Linked DNA regions of Pan troglodytes: region 1 is linked to region 2. A link is a contact called in public HiChIP or PLAC-seq data. All regions are on one chromosome and are shown on one strand. Each heading gives the region's core, a stretch centred on a gene start, on an enhancer-like site or on the middle of the called end of the contact. The rest is flanking DNA. Distances are from core to core; before and after follow the strand shown.

Region 1 (4,145 bases), core at 574-3,073, 270 kb before region 2:
AGTTACTCTCTTTGTTCAGACATAACCAATCCAATAACACTTTTTATATCCAGATAGCCACATCATTAGTAGCCAACTCAGTATTTCTATATCACACAAAAACAATTTAAGAAAAAGTGTGAAACAAATACGTGACTATTCCAAGTCACTTTATTGATTCTTAGTAGTACTAAGGACTACTTTTTGAAAAAATTATCTCATACTTCATAGATGGTAATTTTACTATAACCCTAAGTATATAAAGCTGAACTTTTTGTAAGGTATAAAAAAACAGAGTGTTGGGTGTATGATTTCTGAAATTAGATTTTCAGAAATTAGATTTACTTTCTCCAAAAAAAAAAAAAGAAGTCAGTGTGCACAACAGACAACTAAGAACTTCATAAATAGGAAAAGCCCAAAACGTAAGGAGAACATATTAGGTGAGAAAATAATTTCTTTTTTTTTTTTTTGAGACGGAGTCTCACTCTGTCGCCCACGCTGGATTGCAGTGGTGCGACCTCCACTCACTGCAGCCTCCGCCTCCCAGGTTCAAGCAATTCTCCTGCCTCAGACTCCCGAGTAGCTGGGGTTACAGGCGCCCGCCACCACGCCCAGGTAATTTTTGTATTTTTAGTAGAGATGAGGTTTTACCAGGTTGGCCAGGCTGGTCTCGAACTCCTGACCTCAGGTGATCCGCCCGCCTCGGCCTCCCAAAGTGCTGGGATTACAGGCGTGAGCCACCGCGCCCGTCCGAAAATAATTTCTTAATATCAATGCAAGTGCAAAGTTAATTTTCCTAGCTAACACCTTTCACACCCGCCCCCCAATAATGACATAGTTCGTCAATTCTTTAAAAGGGAAGCTCCTTAGCTGAAAACCTGCATTCCGCCTTTCGCCTTTCCTGTTTAAGTGCATGCCTTTTGTTCAAGATTATATCCAGCCAACCAGGAATACGGGAAGTTTTAATAACGCCACAAGTCATGACGTTGCAATTTGAACAAGTCAGTTCGGGACACTTGGAACTGTTAAAACTGCCTGCAAGGCACCTTCTGACCTCTATACTTTCGGGTTTGGAAACCACACAACCTGGGGCCACTTAAGGAGCCCTTTTCTTTCTGAGCCCTAACTATACTCTTCAAGATCTGAGGCCTAGTCTCCTTCAGTTTCTGCTAGACAGATGACAGGTCTACTGCTTAGAACCTGTGGGGAATGTAAAAGGGATATAAGACGTAAGGCAAGGAGCCCAGACGCCGGCTTTCTGCAGCCAGATCGTAGTTACATCTGACTTGGTCTGATTAAGCTATCTGACTTTCGCAGAGAACATTCACAGGGAGGACACATTCCCTTTCCCAGGAATGTGCCGCCGCCCGATTTTTAAGTTAGAAGACTCTAAGGGAAGTCCGGACCGCTGCCTACTTTCCGAGTGGGGCTCACAAGCGGAATACAGTTGGGGGCACACACAGAGTGGAGCTGGCTCTGCCACCTAATTTTTAGAGGTGGAGGAAGATATTAGAAACAAGGCCAGGGCCGCCACCTGCTTTCTAAAGAGGAACTCGGGGCACAGGTTCATTCCCAGGGCCCCCACCTGCCTCCCGCCAAGGCGCTTGAGGGGAAGCCCACCCAAGGTACTCGGGTGGGGGGCGGCGCCCCAGCCAGCCAAACCTGAGCGCTTGGTCCGAGCTCTTCGCTCCAAGACCTTCCAGCTCACTTCTGCCGTGAGTCCCGCCGCCCCCGCCATCGCGCTCCGGCCGCCGCCTTGGCCACCGCCCACGGGGCCGCCTGTCAGCAATGCCGGGCCACGCCCCCCCGCACGACACTGTCGGGAGGCGCGCCTGCCGGAAGTGAGCGTGAGGGCGGCTTTCACCCTAGCTCCACTGCTTTTTTAGCGTCGGAAGGGCAGCCCTAGTGGGAGAGAGAAAAAGGAGCCGGCAGCGGCTCTTACGCGTCCCGGGGCTGCGCGCCACTCTCTCGGCCGGTAACGCGGTGCTTTGCGGCTGTCGTCAAGCGCGGCGTTGGGCCGGCGGGCGGGGGCTGAGGGGCTGCCATGGCGGCGGCGGGCCGGCTGCCGAGCTCCTGGGCCCTCTTCTCGCCGCTCCTCGCAGGGCTTGCACTACTGGGAGTCGGGCCGGTCCCAGCGCGGGCGCTGCACAACGTCACGGCCGAGCTCTTTGGGGCCGAGGCCTGGGGCACCCTTGCGGCTTTCGGGGACCTCAACTCCGACAAGCAGACGGATCTCTTCGTGCTGCGGGAAAGTCAGTGCTTGCCGGGCCCTCCCTCTGTTCGCTGTCCGTGTGCCTCTCCCGGTGTTCCCCAAACCCATTGCCGAATGGCCGGTCCTTCTGCATTTCCTGGTCCTTCTCTCCCAGCCCTGTGGCCTTCCCTTTAGCATTCTTAACAGCTTGTCCTTTTGCACCACCCTTTCCAACCCCAGGTTCTGACCCAGCTACCCTACAGTTTGACCTACCCTCAAAAGCCCTGACGGCACCTCAGTTTTGTTCCTAAGAAGTCTGCGGCCTTCACCCAGTCACCTTACCCCCTCCTCCCCATGGAATCACCTGTCTTCCAAAGTGCTTCCTGATTCCTAGGAATCTTTGTAGCTTGCCTCAACGTTCGCTCCCAAGGCCCACTCATTCCTTTCTATTTTGCTTCAGTCTTCCTTCCCCGTTGATGAACATGGAGAGGTGCAACTTGACAATCTCTTCTCATAGGGGGCTTCTTCTTGCCTCCCCACCTACCTAATTCGCCCACCCCTCTCTTTGTCAAGGCCACAGCTTTCTATGAAGCGAATGTACCCTTCCAAGGGCCTAAACACTAAACAGCTCACACAAGCATTTTTCAGGGACCACTGATAAACCTAATGCCTCCTTGGGAAAGCAGTCTCAAACTACAGAAATTTCTCTCTTGAGCTGCCTGTTCTTTCGTGTACTCCTTCCTCATCTTGGTCCTCACCTTAGTGTTCCAAATGTCTACTTTCTTTGCTAACTTGTTCTTGGAAATTCTTTGCTTTGACAATCGTTAAACTAACTTTTTTGTAAATCTTGATGCTGACAGTGGGCATTAGGGGGTCTTAGCGTTCTTGAGTACCTACAGAAGCAGGTGCTGCTTAAAGATCAATGCTGTGAAGGAAGGAAGGAAGAGCTGCTCAGAGCTTGCCTGACAGGATCCTGAACCAGACTTCTTGGAGCCCTTGCCGGGATGCAGGAGCCTCTTACAGACCCTGAATATTTTCCCAATCTTTTTGACTCCTGATTTTGCAGTGTACTGCCAAACCTGTTGCTGCTGTGTCCAAACTGGATACAGAGAGTAGCCTTGACTTTAACGATGGCCTGTGTTTGATTAAACAATTCCAAAAGTCTGTCTCAATGAGTGCTAATTGAGCTCCAAGAATGTGTCAGCCTCTGGAGGATGGCCCCATAGGAGGAGGGTCTTGGAGGATTCAGCATTTTCTGCTCACATGCTTAATTATGTCCTTGTCAGATATCTACAATGGGTGTCCCTGCATCCTTGGTGTGATGCATCTGTGTAATGAACCAAACAGCCTTACAAGGGACAGCATTGCTAGATTCGGGGAAGACAAGTCTGGACATGTAGTATAGTTATAAGGCATCTTCTTTATATGGTTCTTTTAAGTCAACCAATCTGACTCCTTGCAGAATCCACTGGCTTCAGTTTCTCTTGATCAGCTGCTTTTTCCCATTTTCATCCTTTCTATTTCTCTGCTACTTTGAACATTGAACTTGTGATATAATGTTAGGCATCTCCATTGGACTAGTGGGACTATGCTTGAGAGGGCAGATAAACTGGAGTAGAATAAAAGTTTTCTTGTTGAGAACAGTGCCCAGAAACCTTCTTGTAACCACTGATTAGATATCTTATCAACAAACATTTTTCTAATATCATATATTTGTTTTCTTTAGGAAATGACGTAATCGTCTTTTTGGCAGACCAGAATGCACCCTATTTTAAACCCAAAGTAAAGGTATCTTTCAAGTAAGTACAAATATGATTATTTTGATAAAACTTTAGTCATTAATGTAATAATGGATATGCAGTAGCTGATTGGTTGTCTTTAAAGTCAGCCTTAGTGTTGGGATGCAAAACCACTATTTGTGAGGTATGAGTAGCAAGTGATTTTTTGGAAAAATAGTGAAAATACCAAAGTTTAA
Region 2 (4,184 bases), core at 975-3,474:
AAGACTTTTTAGGTTTAATCAAAATAATACAAGTAAGAGCTTCTAAAGTAAACGTAGAAGTATTACAGATCTACTTTTGGAATTCTTGTGGTTGCTCTAATCTCTCCCCTTTTATTACAACCTCAACTGCCAGATGAATCTTCCCAGAACTCCATTACTGCACTATTAAAAGTAATCATTTACCTAACTAGCATTTGAGCACCTATCTCCATAATCAAAGCCCACCATGTCCAACCTCTTCTTTAATACCAAACACAACACTTGCCCCACGTTCCAGGCTCATCCTGCTCCCTGCCTGCTGAGCTCTTCTTCTGCCTCCTCTCCTCTCGCCACCCCAAGCATTTCCATGGTTTGTGTGTCACCTCCTTCAGGAAGTCTTCTCTGATGACATCACACGCAGATTTTTCCTTCAGTCAACAACCTCACATTAAGAAACTATTATGTTCTTAATTTGAGAGCCCCTTCCTCTCAAATTTTTTTGGTTCACTGTTGTCTGTAACCTATACTTAATATTGTCTTCTTACTCTCCTATTCTACTAATATGCTACATCATTATTATTTGAGATGGAGTCTCGCTGTTGCCCAAGCTGGAGTGCAGTTCAAGCGATTCTCCTGCCTCAGCCTCCCTAGTAGCTGGGACTACAGGCGCGTGCCACCACGCCCAGCTAATTTTTGTATTTTTAGTAGAGATGGGGTTTCACCATGTCGGCCAGGCTGGTCTCAAACCTCTGACCTCGGGTGACCCGCCTGCCTCAGCCTCCCAAAGTTCTGGGATTACATGCGTGAGCCACCTTTTTATATCCGTGGGAAAAAGTTCTTAAATGTTTTATTTCCTAATTGGTTCTCGTGTGCGATCTTAACTGTAGTAGGTGGTTACCTTTAGGAACCCAAACTTACCCATCTTTTATGCCCCCATTCACAGCACATGGCAAAGGGTGAAACACCTCGATATTAATTGGTGTTAAGTATGTTTTTCCTTTGTAAATCTCATGAATTATTTATGCTTTTGTACCTTTCTTGAAGGAATACAAAGTGAGAGAGAAGAGCTTAACACCTGAAAAATTTTTCAGTTGCCTGACATTGTCTTTAGCTACAATTGGTTAGACAAACGTTTACAGAGTTCCTACTACACGCAGAGACAGGCATAAATATTCTATTATGGTAAGGCCTTGATCACGGTTGTTATCTCCAGCACCAATCATTGTCTTCTGCACATAATTAACACCCAATACGTATGTGTGGAGTGAAAAAAATGAATGCAGTCGGCCTGCCTGCAAGCAGCTGATATTTTAATGGTGTGAGGGTGAGGGAGATATAAAGGATGAACAAATAAATAAATGAGGAAGGTCATATCAGTGTGATAACCGCTATGGAGAAAATAAAGCAGGATCATGAATGCCACCAACAGCCATGCAGTTGTTGGCAGACCTGGAGACTCCCATCAGCTGGCGAAGCTGCCCAGCGTAGTGGTTAGCTGCTAGGAGGGCAGCCCCGGGGGAGGTGCACAGCCCTGCCGCTCATTCGCTACGCGGCTCTGGACGAAGGGCTTCACCTCTCTGGCCTCGACTTTCCAATCCCCTAAAACCTACTTCATGAGGGGGAGTCTGAGGAGTTGGTACTAAAGTGCCTGTCAACCTGGCGGGCGCTAGGGAAACGCCGGCAGCGCCGCGGGTCGGGAACTCACCGGCGCGAGGGGCACGGAGAGCCTCGGGCTCCCTCTGCCGATGTCCGCGCTTCCCTGCCCAGGGTCGAGCAAGGCTGAGCTGGGCAAAGTTTTGACCTTGAATGGAGGTCTGGGGGACCAGGGACCGGCGCCCCTCTCTGTCTGCTAGGGCTGGCGGAGACCCGGCAGGCCAGCGAGGGTGCGGGGCCGAGGTGGGCGGCGCTTCCCGGGCGCCTCCGTCAGACGGGAGGCATCGAGGGCTCGGCCAGCTGCCCCGGGCGCCCTGCGCGGCGGCTGGGCACGGGCCATTCACTGCCCCGGCGCCGGCCTCTCGGACGAGGCCGCCGCGCAGCCACGGCGAGAGGCGCCCTCACGGCCCCCGCGCCCAGCCGGCTCCCAGCCCTAACGGCAGCCGGCGGGGAGCGACGCCGTCCCACGGCGCGAGGCCGCGGCGGGCGCGCGAGGCGCGGGGCGGGGCGGGCACATGCGCACAGGCGGCGCAGCCGGCACGCGGCGCTCGCGCTCCCTGCTTAAATGAGCCTGGGCGCCCCGCGCCCGCCACTTCAGTGGATCCCGCGCCGGGGCCGCGGGCGGAGCTGCCCGCCGGTCCCGCGCCGCGCGTCCGCACTCCTCGGCCCTCGGGCGGTCGATGGGACGGGGCGCCGCGGAGCAGGAGGCGGCGCCCGTCGGGGTGCTCGGGCCGCGCGGGAGCCCACTGGGGGGCTCGGGCATGGCGGGCCGCAGGACCTGAGCTCTCCTCAGGGGAGCGGGGAGGCAGCTGCTGGCCGGCGATGGGGACGGAGTGGGGCCGTCGCCGCCGCGCCGAGCCGTGAGCGCCGAGCCACCGCCGCCGCTACCTCAGCCCCTCGCGAAGCGCCGGGCAGCTCGGGAACATGGCCCTGGAGCGGCTCTGCTCGGTCCTCAAAGGTAAGGACCGGCGCTGGGGCCGCGGACGGCGCCCCCTGCGGGCCGAGGCTGGCGCGCCGCCCTGCCCGCGCCTCTGCGTCCCTTACCCGCGCCCGGGACCCGACGCGCCTCTTTGTCTGGCGGGGCTCGCGGCTACTTGGAGCGGACCGCGGGGCGCGCGCCCTGCCCGGCTCTCCGGGCGCGCCGCCTCTGACCCCTGCGAGTCCGGCCGACGTTCGCGGGGCGCGTGTGGAAGAGGGATCGGGTCGGGAAGGCGGCCAGGAGGCCCCTGGGCCCAGCAGGGCCCTCCGGGCTGCGCCCTCGCGCCGCTTCCGTAGAATTCCGCGCATCCCTTTGCAAAGTTGTGAGATTCCTGTCGTGGAGCGGAGGCCGCTCTTTCTCCAGATGTGATGGCAAAAAGTAATTCCACGAGAACAATAAAAACCGCGGCCGTGACGTCGTGCAGCGGTTTTCGAATAGCCCCGCGGCGCCTGCACCTCGCGGCGGGGAACGGGGCCTGCCGGGCCAGCCGGGTCCCACCTGCTGCGGCCACGGAGGCTGCGGCACCACTGCGGGCTCCGGGGGCGGCGCGCGGGCGCCGCGGACCCGGCTTGTCCCGGCCCCCGGGGAGCGCTGCTGCTCGGGTGCTTCCCGGGACGCGGCGCTCCTCGCGCTCCGCCAGAGGTCTCAGAATTCCCCGCCGCTGGTGTTCGGTTCTTACTAATTTGTTGTACTGGGAATTAAAACAGTTGGCTTGCCCAGAGCACAGAGCTCTAAAACATACTCCACCCGCTTTGCATTTCCCAGGAGGTGGTAATTTAGATGAAAATTTATATACATAGATAATTAGGATTGGGATACAAAGTTGCTCCTGAAACTCGGGCTGAATAAATCGTCTTTTCAATTTCCAAAGGGAAAACAGCACCACCACTCAGTAAAGGACTTCCCTTTTCCCCCCTGCTGATTTAAATTGAAAGCTGACATGTTTGTAATGTCGTAACATGTTCTTTTTTAAAAAATTTCGAGGGTACGGCTGAGGCATTATTAACGGTGTCAGGTATAACTCAGCACTGTATCTTAATATTTGTAGAGTGACTTTTTTCCTGCTCCCTAACAGCACTTTTTTCAAATTTGTTTTATTAGAAAGTTCAGTGTAATTTTGCTTATTTTAATTGGACACATTGTCTACTCTCCACATATTCCTAAATTCGGAATTGAGATTTCAGTAATTCGAAACGTTTAACTACCCCACTGTAAACGTATCTACAGCTTGTACTAAGGTAACCTAGGACTTTCTAGCTGATGAATATTTCACAAACCGTAAATCCATAGTGATTCCTTTATTACAATTGAAAACAACTCTGAAATTCATCCTGTGGCTTTCATATCTCTAACTCCTAATTTTTACAGTCATTCCTGGGAAAGGAATGTTTTTACTCTTTCGTGATAAACCGTATGCACACTAGGATTTCTGATCGTGTTGCTTATCTGAATTTTCTGCCGTTGTCGGATTGCGCCCTCACTACGGTAAGGTTGTCAGCATGCTACTGACCGTGCATCCGAGAGCACCCCCGGATGAAATCGCGTAGATCTGTCACGCCGCTTTACCTGCAGA

Evidence for each region. HiChIP or PLAC-seq counts read pairs in DNA pulled down with a chosen protein or histone mark.
Region 1: a contact with region 2 is called in an H3K4me3 HiChIP or PLAC-seq map of stem cell-derived excitatory neurons, with 9 times the contacts expected there. The contact joins the promoter of ITFG1 here to the promoter of NETO2 in region 2. A contact is called at or near these places in 1 of 7 Hi-C or Micro-C datasets (stem cell-derived neural progenitor cells) and 1 of 1 datasets of contacts at active chromatin or transcription factors (stem cell-derived excitatory neurons).

Annotation. Positions count from the first base shown.
Region 1 is chr18:45,434,979-45,439,123 of NHGRI_mPanTro3-v2.0_pri, reverse strand. ITFG1 (integrin alpha FG-GAP repeat containing 1) reads left to right here and starts at 1,823. Exons shown (of 18, transcript XM_520622.6): 1 at 1,823-2,231; 2 at 3,897-3,969. The coding sequence starts at 2,024. PHKB (phosphorylase kinase regulatory subunit beta) reads right to left here and starts at 1,940. Exons shown (of 32, transcript XM_063797099.1): 1 at 1,642-1,940.
Region 2 is chr18:45,167,157-45,171,340 of NHGRI_mPanTro3-v2.0_pri, reverse strand. It overlaps NETO2 (neuropilin and tolloid like 2), which reads left to right and starts at 2,224. Exons shown (of 9, transcript XM_016929793.3): 1 at 2,224-2,590. The coding sequence starts at 2,557. LOC134808753 (a long non-coding RNA gene) reads right to left here and starts at 2,111. Exons shown (of 5, transcript XR_010152344.1): 1 at 1,685-2,111.